Linked DNA regions of Mus musculus: regions 2, 3, 4 and 5 are each linked to region 1. Evidence: chromatin contacts called from public HiChIP or PLAC-seq and promoter capture Hi-C data. All regions are on one chromosome and are shown on one strand. The core of a region is the stretch at or near the end of the contact, and the rest is flanking DNA. Distances in the headings are between cores, read along the strand shown.

The links. Promoter capture Hi-C pulls out the DNA fragments that hold promoters and counts their contacts. HiChIP or PLAC-seq counts read pairs in DNA pulled down with a chosen protein or histone mark.
Region 2: a contact with region 1 is called in an H3K4me3 HiChIP or PLAC-seq map of stem cell-derived neural progenitor cells, with 5 times the contacts expected there. The contact joins the enhancer-like site here to the promoter of Maip1 in region 1. A contact is called at or near these places in 6 of 39 promoter capture datasets (the 3T3-L1 cell line, the C10 cell line, frontonasal cranial neural crest and 2 more) and 2 of 115 datasets of contacts at active chromatin or transcription factors (large pre-B cells and stem cell-derived neural progenitor cells).
Region 3: a contact with region 1 is called in an H3K27ac HiChIP or PLAC-seq map of thymic regulatory T cells, with 7 times the contacts expected there. The contact joins the promoter of Als2 here to the promoter of Maip1 in region 1. A contact is called at or near these places in 1 of 39 promoter capture datasets (pre-B cells), 1 of 115 datasets of contacts at active chromatin or transcription factors (thymic regulatory T cells) and 1 of 9 other capture datasets (pancreatic islet).
Region 4: a promoter capture Hi-C map of liver shows a contact between it and region 1, with 4 times the contacts expected there. The contact joins the enhancer-like site here to the promoter of Maip1 in region 1. A contact is called at or near these places in 4 of 39 promoter capture datasets (the 3T3-L1 cell line, hippocampal neurons, liver and 1 more) and 2 of 115 datasets of contacts at active chromatin or transcription factors (astrocytes and embryonic hindbrain).
Region 5: a promoter capture Hi-C map of pre-B cells shows a contact between it and region 1, with 2.9 times the contacts expected there. The contact joins the promoter of Tmem237 here to the promoter of Maip1 in region 1.

What each region holds. Positions count from the first base shown.
Region 1 is chr1:57,403,753-57,408,128 of GRCm38.p6, reverse strand. It overlaps Maip1 (matrix AAA peptidase interacting protein 1), which reads right to left and starts at 1,863. Exons shown (of 5, transcript NM_001081181.3): 1 at 907-1,863. The coding sequence starts at 1,356. It overlaps Tyw5 (tRNA-yW synthesizing protein 5), which reads left to right and starts at 1,455. Exons shown (of 8, transcript NM_001037742.2): 1 at 1,455-1,745. The coding sequence starts at 1,668.
Region 2 is chr1:55,498,129-55,502,504 of GRCm38.p6, reverse strand. The region is part of intron 1 of Plcl1 (phospholipase C-like 1); the gene reads right to left. It overlaps Gm39642 (a long non-coding RNA gene), which reads left to right. Exons shown (of 4, transcript XR_003947824.1): 4 at 293-463. Among named protein-coding and RNA genes, the nearest start is that of Gm39642, 12 kb to the left of the region's middle. Within about 2 kb of position 2,459, at least 45 of the 459 cell types and tissues checked have an H3K27ac peak or open chromatin away from gene starts, as enhancers often do. A contact at or near this core is called in stem cell-derived neural progenitor cells, where this site is marked.
Region 3 is chr1:59,235,162-59,239,537 of GRCm38.p6, reverse strand. It overlaps Als2 (alsin Rho guanine nucleotide exchange factor), which reads left to right and starts at 2,307. Exons shown (of 34, transcript NM_028717.6): 1 at 2,307-2,383. Gm33667 (predicted gene, 33667) reads right to left here and starts at 2,183. Exons shown (of 2, transcript NR_168353.1): 1 at 1,785-2,183; 2 at 516-853.
Region 4 is chr1:55,663,477-55,667,852 of GRCm38.p6, reverse strand. The region is part of intron 1 of Plcl1 (phospholipase C-like 1); the gene reads right to left. Among named protein-coding and RNA genes, the nearest start is that of Gm39642, 150 kb to the right of the region's middle. Within about 2 kb of position 1,837, at least 40 of the 459 cell types and tissues checked have an H3K27ac peak or open chromatin away from gene starts, as enhancers often do. A contact at or near this core is called in astrocytes and hippocampal neurons, where this site is marked.
Region 5 is chr1:59,117,415-59,121,790 of GRCm38.p6, reverse strand. It overlaps Tmem237 (transmembrane protein 237), which reads left to right and starts at 1,985. Exons shown (of 13, transcript NM_001037812.3): 1 at 1,985-2,088; 2 at 3,785-3,816. The coding sequence starts at 2,056. It overlaps Mpp4 (membrane protein, palmitoylated 4 (MAGUK p55 subfamily member 4)), which reads left to right. Exons shown (of 22, transcript NM_145143.3): 22 at 347-856. The coding sequence ends at 538.

The sequences.
Region 1 (4,376 bases), core at 614-3,113:
CATGAGTTGGGTATAAATGGCTAGGAATTGGGGAAAATCTGAATAAGTCAGAAGTAAAATTAAAAATACCAGCATATAGTCAATGTTGTTAAATTATTATCCTGATGGTCTATTCCAGTATGAACTGGAGAATAAACTATGACTTCTACCTTTGTATTAATCAACAGTTTTGAAATGCTAGGGACTGACAACCTAAGAAAATGAAAGGAGATTTAAAAAGTCTTCCTGGAAAGAAAAGCATGTACACACAAACTGTGTCAATGATCTTGAGATTCAAAGTGACCATTGTTAAGGCAACATCACTTGCTATTCAGAAAGGTCACGATGGGCAAAGTCAGAGCTAGGAATCACCAGTGTGCTAGACCTGGACACTAAGTAGACCAGCAGCCTCAGCAAACTCTTATCCTTGACAGAATATATAGGTAGAGAATGCAGAAGGCAATTCAGATCTGTCAAACAGCTGGTAGGAAACTGCCTTTGTACCTGAAATGATATGTTATTACTTTGGCAGTGTTATCTTATTCCTCACCATAACTTACTCCATTCGATTTACTTAACAAATACTTATGAAGTGCCTACTATGTGTGCCAGGCACTGTCTTCTCTAATCTTCTAATTCTGGAAAAATCATACCCAAAGGATTAACTAATTTTAGAGTGGCACTGACAAACAGGCTTTGAACTTAGGCCTTCATCCTAGTTTCTTGAATGAACCCCTCCTCCCTGACGACCATGCGAACACACTTAGAAGCTTATTAAAGTCCTGAAGTGGCCGAAAGATTCAGTGTCTAGGTCACTACCATCGTTGGATACCACGGGTCGCAATGAAGAAACTTCATGGCTAAACACTTGATCACGGAAACGCTGAATGCACGAGGCAGAGAGGTCAGTTAGGGGAGCAAACAAACCTGCTTCGCCCCTTCAGAGAACTCAGCGATACTGAACTCTTTGTCGAAATAGGCCCAAATAAGGAAGGCGTAAATTCGAGTCCGGACCCAGTTGATGGGATTGGAAAATCCCAGAATGATCATTCTGGTTCTCTGGCGTTGCTGGGGCTGCTCCTCGGTGCTGTAGCTGCGGCTGGGACTAGCGGGTAAAGAAGCGAGGGCTGGAGGATGTTCTACCCGGCCGAGAAGGGATCTTCGGGAGCTCCAGGAACGCAACGCAGGGCTTGTCCAGGCCCGAGTGTAGCGAGGGATCGGAGCCGCGCTTGAGCCCAGGCGACGGCGGCACAGGCAGCAAATTTCAGTCAGCGTCAGCCTCACCTCGGTGCTACCGAGAGTCCGGAGTCGGGTGACCGGGCCGGGCAGCGGCCGGGAAAGCAGGGGCAGAGGTAGGAGACGGGCGGCCAGCGCCATGTTTGTGACCTTTCACCTCTGCATGCCTGTGCAGTACTGAAAGCAGGCCGGAGGGAAACCAGCTCGCCGGGGTTGGAGAAGTGGAGCCAAGGCCGCCTCGCTGCCGCCGCCTCGGGTGAGTCCTCTCATTTCGGCTGTGTTAGCCCTCAGCCCAGGCCGAAGCCCTCGGGCTCCCCGCCGTGCGCACTTCGAACCAGCCGCCGCCCTCTGGGGTCAGTCACCTACGCGGACCATTTCTTCCGGAGTAGTGTTTCCAGGGGAAATCACGCGTGGAAGAACTCGTCCAAATTCCCAGGCCTGTGAATTTCACCATGGCTGAGCAGCGTCTTCCGGTACCCCGGCTGCGGGGCGTCTCCCGGGAGCAGTTCATGGAGCATCTTTATCCACAGGTGAGGAGGCCCGCCGCGGAAAGGCAGGGGAGACACCCCGGTACCTTCTGGCGGCCCATCTGCTCTCCTGCAACCCAGAGATTGTTCGGGGGAAGAGAAGGCGCTCTGCTGTCAAGGGAGTGAGCGGAAGGGACCTGTAGCCCTGCTCGGGAATTCAAAGCCCCGGAGAGAAACGGCCCCACATTTTTGGGGAGCAGGATGACCGGAGAAAGCTGGGTGGCACGAAGCTCACTGAGAGGTCGCGCGTGTGGCTTTCTGACCTCACGTGCTCCCTTTCTATGGAGTTTTTCCTAAAGTCTAGTTCAGGATCCCTCGCCCTTCTCTTGCTTGGTCCTAACAGCCCCTGGAGTATTTCGAGATATTAGATTTTTGAAACTCGATATTTCAGTCTAATGAAGGATTGCAACAGGGAAACCAATGGAAATCGTCTCGTAGGTTTCCTCTGGTACAAGTCATTCCTTGATTTAAGCCAGAATCATAATTAAGGATTAAGCCCTTTAGTTTTGTTTTGTTGTTTTGTTTTTTCCGAGACAGGGTTTCACTGTATAGCTCTTGCTGTCCTGGAACTCACTCTGTAGACAAGGCTGGCCTCGAACTCATAAATCCGCCTGCCTCAGCCTCCGAAGTGCTGAGACTAAAGGCGTGCGCCACCACCGCCCGGCTCCCTTTAGTTTTTAAAGAAAGAAGTAGCAGAAAGCAGTTAGATTTAAGAAAAGAAAATAAGTTTGCTCTCAGGACTTTTCAAGAAAGTCCAAGTATCAGAATAACAGAGTAAGGATTCTGGCGATTATTCTAAGGGAAAAAGTCTCTGAAGTATATTAGTGGTAGTAAGATAGGATCTGTAGCTACAGCTACGCTATGCTGCTGGAGCAGCCTGAAGTGTTCCTTTGAGAAGACAGGATTACTGATGACCCTAGAAGAATTTCTAATTGAGTCAATATAAGGCAGAGTTTAAGTTTACTAAGAAGTTGTAGTTCATGTTTCAAGAGAGATGCTTTGGGCTAATACTATAGTTTGATCAGGTAAAACCATGGTTCACTAACATTGCACAAGGAGGTTAAGATGTGTCTTTTTTTACAGGTCAGTGGTGGCACATGCTTTTAATCCCAACATTCAGGAGGCAGAGGCAGGCAGATCTCTGAGTTCCAGGCCAACCTGATCTACAGAGCAAGTCCCAGGACAGCCAGGGCTTCATGGAGAAATCTTGTCTCAAAAACAAACAAAGAAGAAACAAAACCAAAAAAACCCCCAAAATATAAAAAGACAAGTCTTTTACTGCTGGTGGAGCTTTAATCTTGCTCATGAGAATCCTAGAAAATAACTATCTTACAGGAAAGGTGATAAGCCGTACCTGGTCATATGCGTTTTGGCCTTAGACATGATTTGTTACTATTATAATATTCTTACTTATAAAAAGAAATACCTCCATGTAGGCCACCTCCCAGCAAGATTTTTTAATTGTGCTGGAATTATTATTATTATGGAGACAGGGTATCTCTGTGTAGCCCTACTTGCCCTGGTATTCTGATCTGTAGATCAGGCTGTCTCAAGCTCACAGAGACCCACCTGCCTCCCTAGTGCTGGGATTAAAGGTATGTGCCATTACATCCTGACTAGTTGTGCTGAATTCTTACCTCTCAGCTGGTGAGAGACTTTAGACTGCAGGGTGAGGACCTTTCTATCCCATGTCCTTAAATTTCCCTGTCTTCCTACCTCACCTCAGTTGCTGTAAGTCTGCTAGAAGTGGAACAAAGCAAATCAACAAAAAAAAACAGTTTTTCATCAGTAGTCATGTCATTCATTCCTGTACTGAGATAACTAATTCTTGACCACATATGTTGCCCATCGTTAAGAAGCTTTGATAATTCGCCCTTGGTGAGGGTGTATTGACATAGCAGCCAACTGGTTTATACCAAGTGATTTAACTCTTGATATGGCTTACAAACTACATGTTTACTTTATAACAGAGCGATTTTTAATTCAGTGACAGTTCCATACAGAAAATAATGAATTTTGCTCATTTTCACTCCTATCACTCAGTCTCACCCCACCCTCTCCTATTGCACTCCTTGTCAACAGACCTCTCTCCTACTTACGTGTGTGTCACTGGGCTTATAGCAATTTCATATTTATTTATTTGGTTCTTTTTTTTTTTAAAGATTTATTTATTTTTATGTACATGAGTACACTGTATCTGTCTTCAGACACACCAGAAGAGAGCATCCAATCCCATTATTACAAATGGTTGTGAGCCACCATGTGGTTGCTGGGAATAGAACTCAGGACCTCTGGAAGAGCAGTCAGTGCTCTTAACCACTGAGCCATCTCTCTAGCCCAGCAATTTTGTATTTAAGAATTTATGCAGAGATTTCTCTAAATATATGACAGTATCTATAGGATTCTATTATACTAGTAGTTATTAGAAGTAAACTATGGGCTGGTGAGATGGCTCAGGGGGTAAGAGCACCCGACTGCTCTTCCAAAGGTTCGAAGTTCAAATCCCAGCAACCACATGGTGGCTCACAACCACCTGTAACAGAGATCTGATGCCCTCTTCTGGTGCATCTGAAGACAGCTACAGTGTACTTACATATAATAAATAAATAAATCTTAAAAAAAAAAAACAAAAAT
Region 2 (4,376 bases), core at 1,210-3,709, 1.9 Mb after region 1:
CAGTCACTGACATCCTCTCTATAAAGCTAACCACTCTGATTCATAACTCCATAAGTTATTTGTCCTACTGGGACCCCTGTGTAAATGGGATGTGGCAATATATTATGTTACACTTGATACCCTGTGTATAGAACACATGCAAACCACCTTAGGTCACTATAGCTTATCCTTTGTTGTAAGTATACTGCACTCTGTCTGTTTCTGATGAAAATGGGTGTTTCAGTTATGTGCGGGTTTGGACCTTTTAACAATGCCGCTGCTGTAACATTCTGTTCAACTGTCTCCATCACAGAGAGCAGGTTTTCGCACGATGGAACAACTGCATGACATTTCAGGAAACCTCATTTCTTCAAAAAAAACTGAATCCTGTAACTGACCAATTCATTTTCTTCTATGCACACGTGTGTTTCATCCTAGATCCTAAATGTTATCAATAAAAAAATGTATCCAAGTCTTATTTCTAGAGCTGTGGAGATTTTCTTTCCCCTTAGAGACTAAAAGGAATTAAATTTTCTTTTATGCTTCCTACTGTATAGGAGAATATCTGAGGCAAGTAGAGCAATAAAATTACTTTAAAATGAAAACAGTAATAAAAATAAAACTCTCCTGAGGTATCTCTTGATTTTTCACATTAAAAAAAAAAATTATGTCTCCACTGGTCTGGTTGAAAAGCATGGAAAACATACATGCACCTAGAGCCTGCAAGCCTATTTCCTTATCAAGTGTTAGTGATGGACTGAAGGCTCCCTGGCCACTTCTAGGGAGAAAGGGGAGACAGAAAAAAGCTCCAAGATACCTAATTTCACAATCATTAGATCATTTCTCTGTTCATAAATAAGCACTGCCAAAAATGATTGGTAATATAAAAATGTTACAGACTTGGACATTCATAATTTTGTAGAGCTTTTATTCCTACAGTTGGGCAACAGTTCTTTGCTCATTATAAAACATTTATCCATTCCCACATTCAAATCCCCTGAGATTTTATGCATTCTATCTCACTGCTAGTCTAGCAGTGTGTGAAAACAAAATTGTTTTGAAAGAAATATAATTGCTCCAAGTTAGAATACTGGGAAATTTTTTTCCTTTCAAAAAGCTAAATACTAATTAGCTCCACATTGATTACTAAACACCTCATGTTTCAGCGCCTGTGTCTTAATTAAACTGTGGGATTTACAGGGATTAAAAAATGCTTTACATAGACCTTAGGTAGCAGCACAATGGCTAGGCCTCCAACAGGCTGGGTGCAGTTATGAGCTGCTGAACAATAGGGGTTTGTTCTGAGAAATGTGCTATTAGCAGTTTCACTGAGTGGAGACATCATACAGTGGGCTCAGACCCACTACATACCAGGCTATTCAGTACAGCCTCAGCCTCTGGCACCTGCACAGCTGCTCATATGCAAAATCCAGAGGGAGCGAGGGCAGCCATACCCCTAAACATGTAAATACAGGAAAGGCACAGTCCAACTCCTCAGGACTGCTATGATCTGATTGCTACTGCTGTCTGGGCAATCTGTTATGGACAGAATCATAATTTATGTAATGCATGACTGCACAAGTTTTAGCAAAGAGAGACCTCCCCACCTTCATCAGCAATGGTTGGAAAAACTGAAGAGCAAAGCTTTCTGGATTTCACAGCCCTTATTATACCCAAAACTATTGAACACTGAATAATTATTAACTTTCAAATTCATGAATGGAACCAGACAATCCAAAACTTTTAAAATGTTTCTCAGGAGTTGAAAGACTATGCCTCAAAACATTAATAAATCACAATGTTCCAGGAGTCTGCGTGTATCAAAGCCTTTCAAATAAATCAACTATTTTCTCATGGAAAAAAAAAAAAAAGCACTATACCAATATCAAATTTTAGACTGAGCAAACACCACTTAGTGACAACATCACAAAAAGACAGATTCAGACCAGCACTGCGGGGCGACAGTACAAATCAAGTGCTTGTTAAGACAAACACTTAAGCATCTATGCTTTCCTTATACTGCCTTCCAATGCCAGACCCAGACTAAGAATTCAAAATTCTTTGAACTCAACAATTGTCATATCTGATAGCTTGGTGTCTATGTAAAAATAAATATGACTCTCCAAATCAGGATAGCTGGTATATAAATCTATTTATTAGATTTATAAAACTAGGGTAATCTCAAAGACAGCTTTATATAACAGTCTCAAGCTCAGAAGCTTCCAGGAATCACTAATAGTTTAGGCTAGTCATGAAGTCACACTTTTTCTGGGGCAGTATGAATGCCCAGCACAACTGCCCCTCAATTCCAGCCAACTGTCCCTGTATCTTCCTATTTTTCAACAAGCCAGAAATGCAGTTTCATATGTGAAATCTTCCTATTAAAATGTTGGCACAAAAAGTTTAAAAGCACTGCATGGGCCAAATAAAACATGTCTGTGGGCAGGATTCAGCCAGCTGGCTGCCAGTTTGAGATCTGAGGAGAACTACAGAGAAAGGGAAGAGTCAAATATTCCCTTGCTTTCCTCCTCCAACTCGGGAATGAACAATCTTGGAGATGACTGTGAACATCTAGACATGCAAGATTTTTTTTTAATGGTGTGGAGCTTCACTTAGAGAGACACTACTTTCCTGCATTTCTTTTAATGATGTTTACACACACACACACATACTTTCACACATTCAGGATCACAAATACTGTTTGGAGTGCTTCCAACATAGAGATATATCTTATTGGTGCACACTAGGAAATGGAAATCCATTTAAAATCCATTTATATTTCAAAAGATTGACTATTTGGCCTTAATCAACGCTGTCTTTACTCCACCAAAAAAAGCAAAACACAGTTAGCTGCAAATTGCTCTTCAGAAACTGAAATGACCCATTCAAAGACCCGAAAGCTGGTTCTTGGTGATAAGTGGAATGCTTGCTGCTACTGAGCGATGCCTGCTTTACTAACTACACTGTGATGTGGGGCAAGCCAAGTGTAGGAACCAGAGAAGAATAAGCAGAAAGTTCAAACTTCTGGTTTACACAGGGTTCTAATAATAAAAAACTAGTTTTTTAAGACTTTTTGCAAAGTAATATCATACAGAGAGAAATAAAAGTTTTGTATCTCTACCAATAAAGTTCTCTGCAAGTGTTTCAACAGTGTAGATACCATTTCATTGTATTCCCCAAAATAGAATCTCTGCATTGTTACTATGACTATGGATACATTTTCAGCTCTCCTTTGTTAACTATGAATGGATACATTTTCAGGCCAGTTGTATTTGGCAACTATTTATTACCATTTTAACCTAATGCATGCTGATCATATCAGCTTAGTCAACAGTTCTTAGCTTTTTAAGGAGCCTAATAAGAGAGGGAACTCACCTACCTATAAGAAAGTGCTATGAGTTGCCACATTTTGCATACAACTGTTAGGGAATCAGCAGTCTCCTGAAGAAGTCCATCCAGGGGTCTGGATTTGAGAACTCTGCAGCAAAACTGTAAGTCCATCTCCTCTTATCTCAACAAAACAACAACAGTAAGGACAGCAATCCTTCATTTAGGAAATGAAGTCAGAAATCAAGGCAGTAAGATCCCATCAACAGCTGTTTGTGACTTAAAATTGCAGTCATTTTTAAACCCACCAGATGGGAGTAGCTATTTATTAGGCTATCATATCAACTATAAAGATTATTCACTTCTTTTAAACCTATGAGTGCTCAATCTGCATGTATATCTACCTGCCAGAAAAGGACATCAGATCCCATTATAGATGGTTGTGAGCCACCATGTGGTTGCTGAGAACTGAACTCAGGACCTCTGGAAGAACAGCCAGTGAGTGCTCTTAAAGGCTGAGCCATCTCTCCAGCCCCTGATCACTCACTTTCTTAAAAAGATACTTCTTGGTCGAATCCACTGTCTCCTGAGTGAGATACATTTCGACCCAGAGCTCTGCCATTAAACTACCTCGTGTTTTTACATCAAGATGGTCATTTGTTCGTGATTCTTGGGTGCAAGCCGAATAAAGTTGGAGTTTCCCCACTAGGTTCTTTCATTTGGAGTGCCACCGAGATCTGCGTGACACCCAGGAACCCCAAAAGACCCCTTGGAGGTACATTTGTTTGTGTGCGTCTTACATGTTGTCTGTTGTCTAAGTGTGGCACCACTGAATTTGTGTCTTGGTTTGTGAACTCGTGCCTTGGTTTTATGGTTACGAGATCGTGGGTTCAAGTCCCACCTCGTGCCTTGGTTTTATGGTTACGAGATCGTGGGTTCAAGTCCCACCTCGTGCCTTGGTTTTACGGTTCCAAGATTGTGGGTTCAAGTCCCACCTCATGCCTTGGTTTTACATCTGGCAGAGTGAGGAACGAGTGTGCTTAGCTACTGGTGTCTTTTATTCTCTGTTG
Region 3 (4,376 bases), core at 1,058-3,557, 1.8 Mb before region 1:
TGGCCTTGTTGGAATAGGTGTGACCTGGTTGGAATGGGTGTGTCACTGTGGGTGTGGGCATAAGATCCTTACCCTAGTTGCCTGGAAGTCAGTCTTCCACTAGCCGCCTTTGGATGAAGACATAGAACTCTCAGCTCTGCCTGCACCATGCCTGCCTGTATGCTGCCATGCTCCCACCTTGATGATAATGGCCTGAACCTCTGAATCTGTAAGCCAGCCCCAATTAAATGTTTGTTTGTTTGTTTGTTTGTTTTAATTTTATAAGACTTGCCTTGGTCATGGTGTCTGTTCACAGCAGTAAAACCCTAAGACAATGTGATATTCATCACTCTTTATATTTCTGAAAGGCCACATGGGTGATACAAAGTATGCTAAAATAACATAACTAAGCATCTAGCTACACAGAGAAACCCTGTCCTGAAAAACAAGAACACAAAACAAAACACAAATAAATGGAGGTAGAATGTTAGGTTGCAAAGGAGGTGAGGTAGAAGAAAAATAACTAAAAACAAAACCACAGAGACTTATTTTATTGAGGAGAAAGATGAGGGGTTGCATTCATTTTTTTTAAAAAAGCGGGTGAGTCTCAAAATGGATAAGAAGGGTGATGCCTTAATTCCAGGGCCAGGATTAGCCTGAGAGGACAAAACGTTTCTTTTCAGGACAGGAAAAGGAAGACTTCAGTTGCAGGTGGATACTTTGGTAGCAGCTAGAGGGAATGAAGGAAGTTCACCTCTGGGAGTCTCTCTTGCCTCAGAACTGTAGATGAAGACATTTATTTTTCATTTTTATCAAAGGAGGCGGGCAGGGTAGAGCTCAGTAAGGGATTGAGAGCTCCCGAGGGCAAGGTTACCTGGGGAGAGAATTAGGAGATAAGATCTTAGTGTATAAATGACTGGTGTAGGCTCCGAAATACTTTGGCCACACGGATGTCTCAGCTGAAGCTGTGTGACCATCCTGAGAGGAGTGAAGATATTCTGAGGAGAGACACGTGTGCCCCTCCTTTTGACTAGTGGACTAACAGGATAATGGGCCCCAAAGAACTAGATTTCCTCAAGAGTCTCACTGGAGAAGGAAGAGATTGGGTTTCTGGGTGCAAACCATCAGGAGAGCTTGGTTCTTAGTTCTGACAACTTGTCAGTTTGCTTTGCAGGACCAACCAAGATGTGTTTACCATGGGCAAGATCACACCTTGAGCCTTCTACTTATGTCAAGGCTCCAAAGATAGACTTAGGGGGTTTACTGAACCAGCCCCTTAGTTCTTTTTCCTAGTGCAGTCTCATTGAATAAATTTCTTTCACTGTTGTCTTTTTTAGCTGTGTTATGGAGGACAGGTAGCTTGTTAGGGCGGCCAGAGTCCAGGCTTCATTAACTGCAGGACATCCCTGGTTTGTACCATTTGGTGGCGCCATTCTCAAGGCTGTACACTTTTCTGTTCTAGCACTGAAGTTGATAAGGCTCTGGTGAGAGACCCTGAGTTGGAGGAACCAGTTGGGAATTTGTACGCAGGGGCATTCGATTCGGGGAATATATCTATCTTTAATGAGTAAATAAATGTAACTCTGTAGGTTCCGCGATGCACACTCTGTAGCAGCAGATTTCTCTCTGGCTTGTGTTCTGAGAGCATCTGTTACACAAAACATTCAAGGGAGCACTTAGGGGTGCAGCGGGAGGATTGCGACCGTGACAAGTATGGATGGTAGTGAGACTAAGAAGCAAGCAAAAACAATTTTAACGCTGTATATTGAGGAGCCCTGAGGAAATAGTTTCTTCCTACTCTTTACCGTTTAAGGTGGACACGCGGCAAAGGCACACTCGGGAAGAGATGACGTCATGCAGCTTAAAGGTAGCTCGTATTTTCACTTTTGTTATTTCTCTTGAGACACGTTCTCAAGGCTGGCCTCGAATTCCTGATCCTGCTGCCTTCATCTCACAAATGTTGGGATTACAGACGTGTGCAGCCATGTTCTGATAGGTAAGATTTTCTCTTCATTTCTCGCAGTTTGAGGAGGTAACAAAACTTGCAGTAGTTTCCATCCTCAAGCGCGGCCTATCGTTACCATGGAAACGCTTATTGAGTTAGGTCCTTTCACTGAGTCTTCGGTTGCTTCTAAAGTGCGCCCGCCCTAGGACGATTGGTTCTGCCCTGACTGAATGGTTTGCCTGCAGTCACTGATGCGTTCGGAGCAATCTTGATCCCTGTCGGACGCCGTCACCGGCTCTTGCCTAGCTCCACCCATTCTGCGGGCCCGCCTCTCCAGCCCGCCGCCGGAGGCCCCGCCCCTACCTGGAGGCCCCGCCCCCATGAATCAGCTGATCTCGCGTACCCGCGGTGCAGTCGGGCTCGCGCCGGGAGAAGAGCGCGGAGCTGCGGGAGCGTCAGGTGAGCCCGCGCGGGTCCGGGCGGTCCTTGGGTTCGAAGGCGGGTCGGCGGAGGTGCGGGAGCGCGCTGGGCTGGCCTGCGGGGACGGCGCCTGCCTGTGAAGAGCTCCGGACGTGGTGGCTCGGCCCGGGTCCCACCCTCCGGGTCCCAGCGCCCCACTGCCGTGGTCGGAGCTGTGTGGCATTCCTTCGGGTCCCCTCTTCCCGCCTCCACCCACGCTGCTTACGCCCATCCGCTCAGAGGGTTTTTTGAATGCCCACAGTGGGCGCCCAGCTGGCTAGACAGTGAACCTTGCTGAGTGTCCTAGGTGGGTTTGCCCCAGGATGCATATCGTGGGGAAAAGTGAAGGGGGGCGGGGAGGGTCTGTGGTTTGAAACAGCGTTTGCTGAAAATGAAAAGGACTTTGGTATTAATCAGTGGTAGTTTGACCAAATCCCTAAATGTATCAAGTCATCAAAGGAATCATCGTGAAGACAGGAAAGAACACTGGAGCGATCTTGAGGAAATGGTCCTCACATTGATGTTGGTCCTCCAGGTAACAGGGCTATTTGCAGACAAGCAACTGTAGATTTGTAGAGGCAAGCTACTGTTTAGTACTTCTGTGGTTACCAAAGAGGGAAAACACACTGGTTGAATTGGGTGGTCAAGAGCAGCACTTTCTTATAGATTAACTGACTGCTGTACCCAAATTAAGGTTGTTACTCTGTTGTTCTTATATTTGTATCTGTTTTTTAAATGACTGTCAAGGATAAACTTGTGTGATGTAGGTTTATTTGGAGCAGGTACAAAAATGCAAAAAAACAGTAGGCCATACTTTTTTGTTTTTTATCATATACCTGTATGTATTAGTGTTCTCTAGAGTCACAAAACTTATGAAATGTATATATTAAGGGAATTTATCATAGTGATATACAGTTTACAGTCCAACTAGCCCAACAACGGGAATGGGAAGTCCAAGAATCTAATAGTTGCTCAGTCCCACGAGGGTAGTTATTTTAGCTGGTCTTCTGGATAAGCTGGAATCCTGAAGAAGTAGGTTCCAATAGATTCGATGGCAAAGGAGTGCAGGCAGGCAAAGGAGAGAGAGCCTTCCTTCTTCCAATGTCCTTATGTAGGCCTCTAGCAGAAGGTGTGACCCAGATTAAAGGTGTGTGCCATTACCCCTGGATTTGGAATTTGCTTTGTCCCAGGCTAGCCTTGAACTCGGAGATCTGCTTGCCTCATTCTCCTGGGATTAAAGGCGTGTTCTACTTTGCCTGGGCCTAAGCTTTTCATGACCACTATGCCTCAAGACTTGTGTTGTCCCATGTCAAGATGTGGGTCAAAAGCCTGTGTAGTCTAGCCTCAAGATCTGGATCACAGGTGAGCCATCCATTTCTGCATTGTAGTTTGTTCCAGATGTAGTCAAGTTGACAACCAGGAACAGCCATCACAATGTGTTAGGTAATGAAATCAGTGAAAGATTTCTTGTTTACTTTATATTTTTGGTTCTTTAGCCTATAGTAGTACTAGACAGGTAATTTGGGAAGAAAAATTAAATAATGTTTAAAAACTACATTCATCTATTTAGATAATGTTTGATTTGTAGTTTGGGCCAGTGTTGAACTCTCATCCTCCTGCTTTAGCTTCTGGGCTGCTGGGATTACAGGTGTCCCACCGTACATACCCCAACTTTGGGCAGTTGGACAGTCTTTAACTCACTGTGTAGCCCAGTCTGGCCTAGAACTTGTGGAGATCTTCTTGCCTTAGTATCCCAAGTACAAGTGGGCTTTGCCATACAAAGAGTGAATTGTAATATTTTAACCTTCTGTTTAGTAATAGAGGCATAGTGGTAATTCCTAGGCTTTGGATCTAGAAATACCTTGAACATCTTTCTTTGAGCCTCTTTGCCTCAGTTTCCTTATCTCTGCACTGGACTTTTCTGGTATTAGTACCTACATGTATGGTTTATGTATCATTTATTACTATGCCTGGACCCTCAGAAATGACCAAT
Region 4 (4,376 bases), core at 588-3,087, 1.7 Mb after region 1:
ATTTTATACAACTCTGCAACAAGCCTAAATTGTTTTCAGAATTTGGAAACATTTTTTTTAATCCTCTGAGTCTCACACATAGCTGCCTCAGTCAAGTCTTTAATGCTAGATCCACTCAGCTGGGGGAGCTCCCCTGCCCAAGCCTGGTTCTGACAGAAGGATTTCCTCACGAAATCACTGTGAGTTCTTGAAGTCAGTACAACAGGGAAAAAATTGTAGACATCAAGTTCAGGAAATGTGTTTGTTTCCATAAATATTTTTGTAAAACTATAACATGAAAACAGAAAAGTATGTACCTTATACAAATAGATCTCCACAAAATATACCAAATAACCAACGGTGGTGTTTTTATTGACCTTTTGATATTGCTTTTCTCTTCTCTGTGTAATCTTGGACAAAGCACCCTTTGGAGCCTATGAAATGTGTACAATGCTACAGACCTCGAAGATGTACTGATAGATGCAAATGAAACTGTATGCAGAAGCCAGTTCCTGGTAAATAAATGCTAATTTCTTCTGTCTCTTCCACACCACGATGCTTTCCTGCTCACACCCAATCAATGCCTCTTCTCCTTATCGTAGTGCACCAAGAGCCTGGAACACCTCCTTCCCCAGAGTGTTCCTACTGAGAACCTCTCCACTGGAAGATAAGGACTTTATAACATCTGAGGGGAAGTACAGTCATATGAAGGATCCCGATTTAGGACCACAAAGTCTGAACTAGAAAAAGACAGAGCCTCGTCTCTATTAAGAAAAGTGGATGTTAAGATGATTCACAAGTTTAGTTCTCCATGCTGAGTACTGTTGAAATTATAATGAAATGCAAACCTCCCTGGGTTTTCACCAGGGCACCCACACACGCCAGGTGTGGGTTCAGCCAGCATCCCAATGCATGTTGCACTCTCAAGCATGAAACTGCATTCAAACTGCCAGAATTAAAGACTGCAGACACACTGACGGAAATGGGATGTGGGCTTTGTCAGTGCTGCTAAAGCTGTGCAGATGCAGAATGTGGTACCCAGGGGTCGAGGGAGCTGCAGTGACACCCAGCCCCTCAGCATATCTAGGGAATCTGTGAAGTCTGGACTGTTATTTGGCTACTTCTCCATGAAGGCAACATGTAGTGATGTAATACGTAGACTGTTGAGTACTAACAGTCACAAAGCAAATAATGCAAAAACATTTTTAAAACAAACAGTACTATCATCTGTGTGCCAGACAGACTGCAGAATCTGCAGCTCTTTACACCACTTCTCATTGTCTTCCTCAAAAGTCCCTTGAAAGTGTTCCATTATCCCTCCATTTGCGTGTGCTGAGGCTTAGAGGAATCAGGGGTAATCGCCTTTGTTCCCGGTGATGTTTATATACAATGCATCACACTTGCCCTTGTGGCCCACAGTGATCTTTTAAAAGGCTAATTAGTCACTTTTGAGTAAGAGCAGCCTTGCATCATCAGGGGAAGACAAAATCCCTAAACTGAAACACTTCCTCCTGTGAAAATCTTTGCTTCTAGAATTTTCTGTTATTTTGTTTTGCATAACCAGGCTATTAATAATGGGATACGGAACACAAAGACACAGAAAGTGATATTGCAATGATTGTGGTTGTCAGTCACTGCGTTCTCCATTTCTTTGGAATCACTCGTTTCACAACTGAAACCAAGGCATCTTACTATAACTACCTAAATCTGAAGCCAAGCAATGGTGGAAATTTCACATGGAAATTTTAATAACCTCTTTCTTTCCAAGGCCAACTGTTTCTTTCTTCTCCTGTCTGCTTGGAGCCAGCCCACCACATTTGACTTGCAGCCATGAGCCTGGAGGGGGTGGAAGCTGTAATGAGCAGAGGCTGCCAGCACGTCAGGTCCCATTGTGTTTGTGTGACTGCAGGTCAGGGTGATGAAGCAAGAATTAGCTTCATCCCCATCGCTGCAAATAAATGTGATTTTATGACGGCACCAGAGCTTTCCTCGGTTATTCAAAAGGAAAGAAGAGATGTAAACGTGGCTGTACAATCATTATCACAAAACTCGGCTTGCTCCCTGAGGTCAGCAGCTGATTTTAATTTCATACTTTCTACAAGTAGCGAGATAAAAGGTGATATTAATGTAAATATCAGAGCAAGGAAATGCATGTCTCACCTTCTCACACTTCTCAGGGTATAATACAAATGGTTTCCTCCAACCAAATCAAATTCACTGAGGTGGGGGGAGGAGAGGATAGGAAGCTACTGAATATTGATGCATTTAAAATTCAAATGAATCAGTTATTCAATTAGCTGCAGACAAATTAGGCAAAATGTGACACTCCAAGGACATAGGGAGTTCATGTATGTCTGTGTGTCCCTTGCATACACAACACAACACACACACACACACACACACACACACACACACACACACACACACACACACGGTTTGACCAGCAGTCTTTGAGATCTGTGAGAATCATGAGTCTATGAACTGAAGTGAATTGGTTTGCATGTGTTCACGCCCAGTCCCTAAAAAACAGGAAACACGATGTTTGTAGAAGGCAAAGCCGAGAACTGGCTGTTTCTTCCCAGAACCTTCGACCTGTGAAACGTGACTGGAAAGTATCTGGGAAGAGAGTTAAGGAAGAGCTTCCTGTTTGTCTTCATTTATCATCTCATCCTTGCCTTCCCAACGTACATTTTACATCACGAATGCCACACAGCATGCTCTCTCTGAGTTGCCAAAATGTTTTTGCTTTTCATCTGAGGTCCAGTCTTAATATATCTAGATGTTGTTCCCAAAGACAGAACCATTCCTCCCCCTCAGTCCACCAAGGAAGTAGACTCCTGGGTGCCACCCTTGGCTGGCCATCCTCAGCCTAGCTCCACCCAAGTCTCATCTTATTTCCGCTGGGTTTTCCTACTAGTCTGGACCTAAAAGCTGGTCCCCAAAGTGTCTGGATTTCTGCAGGCCATGTGGGAGTCAATCATATCTCCTCCCAGTGTTCTCTCACAGATGTGGTGGCACAGGCGAGAGCAACAGCCACTCTCCTCTTGAACTCAGCACCTCTCCTCTTCCTGAAAAGGCTAGAGACAAGCCTGCAGGCCAAGACCCTGAAGAGAAGCATCCCAGCGCTTCAAACTGCCACGTGGTGTGGCCTTTCCTTCTGGGTGTTCTCTGTCTCTCTGTCTCTCTGTCTGTCTGTCTGTCTGTCTGTCTGTCTGTTTGTCTCTCTCTCTCTCTCTCTGTATGTGTGCCACTCTCTGTATCTCTCTCTTTTCCTCCCTCCCTCCCTCCCTCCCTCCCTCCCTCCCTCCCTCCCTCCCTCCCTCCCTCCCTCTCTCTTCCTTCTCTTCCTTCTCTGCCTTCCTCCCTCTGAACATTCTCTTATCCCTTCCCAAGAGAGAACAGCAACTCCAGAAAGGCTTGTATCACACCCGAGAAGGCAATGCATGCAGAGATGGAAACTGAATGCAACCTTTTCTTAATGTGCTTACACCAAACCCTTGTCCTTATTCCAACCCAGCCTCCCTACCCATAGCCTGTTACCTGCAACAGAAGCCACCACCATCATTACCACCATCACCATAAGGACTACCTAATTTCTCAACTTTATTCTATCTATGGACTCAGTCAGGACTCTTCCCTATCCACATTTGAGTATCTCCTTCCATTCTAATCCTGTTACCATTTAATTGAAGCTCTCCTGACATCGCAATATGAAACTAAAATACAAAAAGGGAGCCAGGGAGAGAAACAGAAATCACACCTATGTGATTAGAAGGTGGAATTTTATACAAGTGAGTGGATCTGCAAGAAAGAGTACTGAGTAACCAAGAACTTATGGGCTGGATGAAGGAACCGTTACTTGCCTCCAGGGTCAGCTATAGAGGACCTCTCTTAGGCAAACTTGAACCCTAAAGCAAACCTGCTGCTATATCATGTCATTTCTTACTGGTGCCTACTGTAAGCCAAATCCAGCTAAAAAGAAGAGCCTTGAAATCAGCCTGCAGGGACTAGACCCTCAGTCATGTAAACTAGAGAAGTAGAGGGGAGACCTCACAGCAAAGCATTCAATAGTGGTGGATCATTCATTCCCACAGTCTCAGCACTTGGGAGGGTAAGATAGGAAGCTTATGGCAAGTTCAAGGAGCTACCCAGCAAGATACTGCCTCAAAAAAAAAAAAACTGATTGAAATACTCATTGAAAAGGATAGTGGGGCTCCACTGAGAGACGTTATGCTCATTTATTCCAACATTTCACTTGAATGCTTATAGCCGTGCATATAGGAAGGACTGTGGTTTTCCCATGTTTTTGAACTTAAGTAGTCATAGCAAGGCAGGTATCATGAATTCACACCATGGGGCAGATACAGTACCAGAGACTACTAAAGAGTCTCATTTTA
Region 5 (4,376 bases), core at 736-3,235, 1.7 Mb before region 1:
AACTATGGTTTTCCTGTTTGATCTTTTGACATCTGTGGACATAGACAGTCTATTTCCTAAGTCTTTGGGGCTTTTAAATTTGTGTCCTTGCTAGGCATGGAGGTGCACAACTGAAACCTCAGCACTTGGGACGGTGAGGTAGAAGGATCACAAATATAAAGCCAGCCTGGTTTATACAGCAGGACTCTGTCTCAGAAATCCAGAATTTGGAGGGAGGGCACAGATAGAATATAGAGGATGTGTAATTGACATAATTGTTTTTATAAATACCCTCACGAGTTTGCCAGCAGAACACCTGGTCTTATTGCCTGTGCCATTCATACATATTTTTCAATCACTCCTGAAGGATGAAGACCTACAAGAGATGGAGGAGTTAGCCCAGAAAATGGAGAGTCAGTTTGGCCAGTTTTTTGATCACGTGATTGTGAATGACAACTTGCAAGATGCATGTGGCCAGCTGTTGTCCGCCATACAGAAGGCTCAGGAAGAACTGCAGTGGGTGCCAGAGGCATGGGTTTCCCCTGACACTGAATCTTAATCTAGTGTCCTGCTTAAAGCTGGAAGCTTCATAGTGTGCCCTAAAGATCCGGAATAACGGCTGCCATTGAAAACAGCAGTGTTTGACCCATTAGAACTGCGACTATGAAGTCCTTATTGTATAGCTATAAATAGCATCCTATACATATACAGAGCTACTCATTTGGCTCTCAGGCATTTTCCCGATGTTTCCCCATATGAGCTAATGGCAGGTATGTGACAATGTTGTCACTGAATGTGAGCATTTTATAGATTTCATATGGTGTTTTGTAAGATGTAACTCTTCTAAATAAACCAGTCTACTTAATGACAAACTGTATTTTACTTTGTAAAATATTTTCTTATTTCTGTTTATATTTTACAAAAGTGCCTAGTTGACTAACTAAGCTAAGAGCGGTTAACAAGTACACATTTATCTAATAAGGAAACCTATGACACTGTTATTTCCAAATCAGCAAAGTGGACTAGTCCTGGAGCCTGTATATGAGCTCCAAAACGAGGATGTTGATACAGTCTTGGTCTCCCTAGATCCGAAGCTCCACTGCACCCATGTCTGTTCATCTTCTTTATATCCACACTTCCCTCCATTCTACCTATTTTAAACTATAACTGTTCCCACTGAAGGAACTATCAGAACTGAACATTCAGATTATACTCCTAGGCCTACAGGGAATCTAGGAAACTGGGCAGGCCAGTGAAAGAGATCCTCGCTGTTTCAGTCATACAGATCTCCCTCCAGGCAGCACCCTGGCAGACGGGAACCAGGTGGGGGACGCCGGCCTCTCCAGGCTCCGCAAAGCCGCCTCCTCCCACAAGTCCCCGGAGGCCGGGCGTCGCGGGAAGCCGGCCTCGGGCTCCGGCGGTTGCGCCTAGGGAGGCCCGCGGGAAAGCATCATGAGGGACGACTCAGGGCCTCCGCTGGAGGAGGACCAAGCGGTGAGCGACGAGGGGCGCCTGGCCCGGAGTGTGGCGAAGTGGAGGTGTCCTAACCAGCAGTGACCACCGCCGAGCCGGGAATCTGGGGACAGCACTGCCCGAGGGGTGCGGCGGGGGCGGACCGGGGCTGTACATCAGGGCGGGCCCCGCAAAAGGCGATCAGGTCCACCCAACATCCGGGCGCCCTAGTCAGCGTTGCCATGGCGACGCCTCCGGGCGGCTCTCGGTCAGAGAGGAGGATGTTCCGGTGGGGAGTTTGAATACGAGTCTGGTCCCGCCGTGCCCACCCCCACGCAAACCACGATGACCTCCCGGGAAACTGTGGGTGAACCCCCTCCGCTCCTGGGGACGCCGGCCGACGCTGAGGTTTTCCTAGTTCGAAGGGGTCAGATTGGGTTCGGCTCCGGTAGCCCCAATACCTCCCGTGGGACGGGTGGGGACGCTCCGGGCCCAGCAGCCATGAGGCGCAGCCCGATGACGCTCTGCGCCTGCGCGCCTGGGCAGGAGGGGCGGGGCGGGCCGGACCGGGGCGGGGCGGGCGGCTGTGGTGCCCTGAGCTCTGCTGCGGTCCCTGGAGACGTGATGGGGAAGAAGCAGGTGGTTAGCGAGCCTCAGGTACTTTTGAGCTGTTGGGAATTTAGTCTCCGCCTGTTCAGCGGTTCTTCTTTTGAGGGGCTTAGAGGTGCGGTTTCTAGATGGGTGAGATGGTTCATTTTTGCGGGACTTTTGAAATACCAAGAGGACTGGGTCCCACTTTCATAGCATCTTGAGAATAGTAGTGCTTTTGTAGGACCACCATTCTATTCCAGTTGTCATTTTGACTGCTGGATTCCATTAGGACATCGTCAGTGTCCTAATTTTGTAGCATTCTCACGAATTTGTTTGAGTGAATACAACCATGGATTGCGAAATGGGACAAGCAAGAATATCTAAAATGTGAGCCTTTGGAATCAGTGCCTTCCATAAGCAGCATGAAATACCCGAGCTAATAAATCGACGTCTAGGCACTGCTCTTAGAGATCAATTCTTTTAAAGGTGTATTTGTAGCCGGACAGTGGTGGCGCACGCCTTTAATCCCAGCACTTGGAAGGCAGAGGCAGGTGGATTTCTGAGTTCAAGGCCAGCCTGGTCTATAGAGTGAGTTCCAGGACAGCCAGGGCTATACAGAGAAACCCCGTCTCAAAAAAACCAAAAAAAAAAAATGTATTTGTTTTGAGTGTTTTGCCAATATATGAACCACTTGTGTGCCTGTTGCTCACAGAAACCTGAAGAGGCTGTCCATTTCCCTGGAACTGGAATTACTGGTGCTTTGTGGGTGCTGGGAACTAAACCCAGGTCTGCTGCATGAGCAGTAACTGCTCTTAATGGCTAAGCCATCTATTTTGAAAATTTTCAGAATGCTTAACTAATGCTTCCTGAGCTTGCAAGCAGGACTTTTCTTAAGTAAGAACAGGGTAAACTACACCAGCCCCAAATACTTCCTGTTCTAAAATATGTTACCTATTTCTATTTAAAGTAACTTAAAAAAAAAGCATGTTACTCTGTGGCATAAAACCTTAGTTGGCTTCCTAGTTAATAGAACTAAATCCGTATTCCTTCTGCTAGTCTGCGAGGTCATAGTTAATCTGACGTCTGCCTTCTGTCCTGTGTCACTGGTTTCTGCCTGGCTGCTCTTTACCTGGAGCCCTTCATGCCCTGTCTTTCTTGAAAGCCTTAACATGTGCTCCTCATTCCCTGTAAATTTGGCACCTTTGTCAGGAAGGGCTCAGCTCAGATAACATCAAAGAGGCTTTCCCTAAGTAAAACATCACTCTTCATTCCTTATATATGGTTATTTATTGTATGCAAACACACATGCACATGCATGCACACACATGCATGCACAGACACACACACAAGCATGCATGCACACACATTTATATGGCATGGTCTAGTTTTATCTGAGCATGCAACATTATCTTCCAATACTTAACCACTAATGGAAGGTCTGTAAAGGGAGATGAGCTCTGTTTGATCCTGTTCTGAATGCTCACAATAGGCCAGACTGGTTGAAGTGGAAGAAGAAAAGAATTTTACATGGGGTGTAGGAATGGCAGAATAGATCTAAACCCAGCAGTCCAGTTTACATCACCGCCTCCCGGGTTTCACTGATAATCTTCCAAAGATTTGAAGAGAATTGCTGATCCATTTTATTTGATAACATCTGGACAGTGGGCTTTTAAAGGAGAAGCTTTGTGGTGCTTGAGATAAATGAAGGTGAGGTTAATCCAGCTTTTATTGACGAGATGTTTGCCTCTCCCCTCCCCTATAGCGTCCTCCACGAGCACTCCCACCTGTGCCAAGGTAAAAACAGTTTACGGTCATTTAATTATTGAACTTTAAAAATATAAAGTAAGAAGAAAAAAAAAATCAAATAGTATGGTTGAAAACCTACAATACTTCATTAAAAAAAAATCCTTCCTGGAATTTTAAAAAGTCTTCCTAAGAAGTGAGTGGTAAAAGTTAAATTCAAATCATGAGAATAATTGTTATGAATAATTACAGAAAGCTGTCACTCTAGCACGGTGGAGGAATGGGTCTGTCCTGGGTGTGCTGATTCTATTTACCAGGATTCTCCAAGGCCCTCCTGTTTGTGGAATATTCCATCAGAGCTTAAACCGATTATAACCGGTGACAAAGAAAGTTCTTAATCTGCTTAGTCCCTCTGATTAATAGACAGTAGGGAATGTGTATTTGTGCTTTCAAAATACTTTTAGCAGTGCTATTAAACAATATACTATTTACAAATAATAAGCTAGTTTATAAACTGGCTAGCAGTATGTAAAAGCTAGTTTTATTTTTAAAGTTGTAATGATGTAAGTCAATTTTTAGCTAGACAATAAAATAGATATCCAATTAATAGT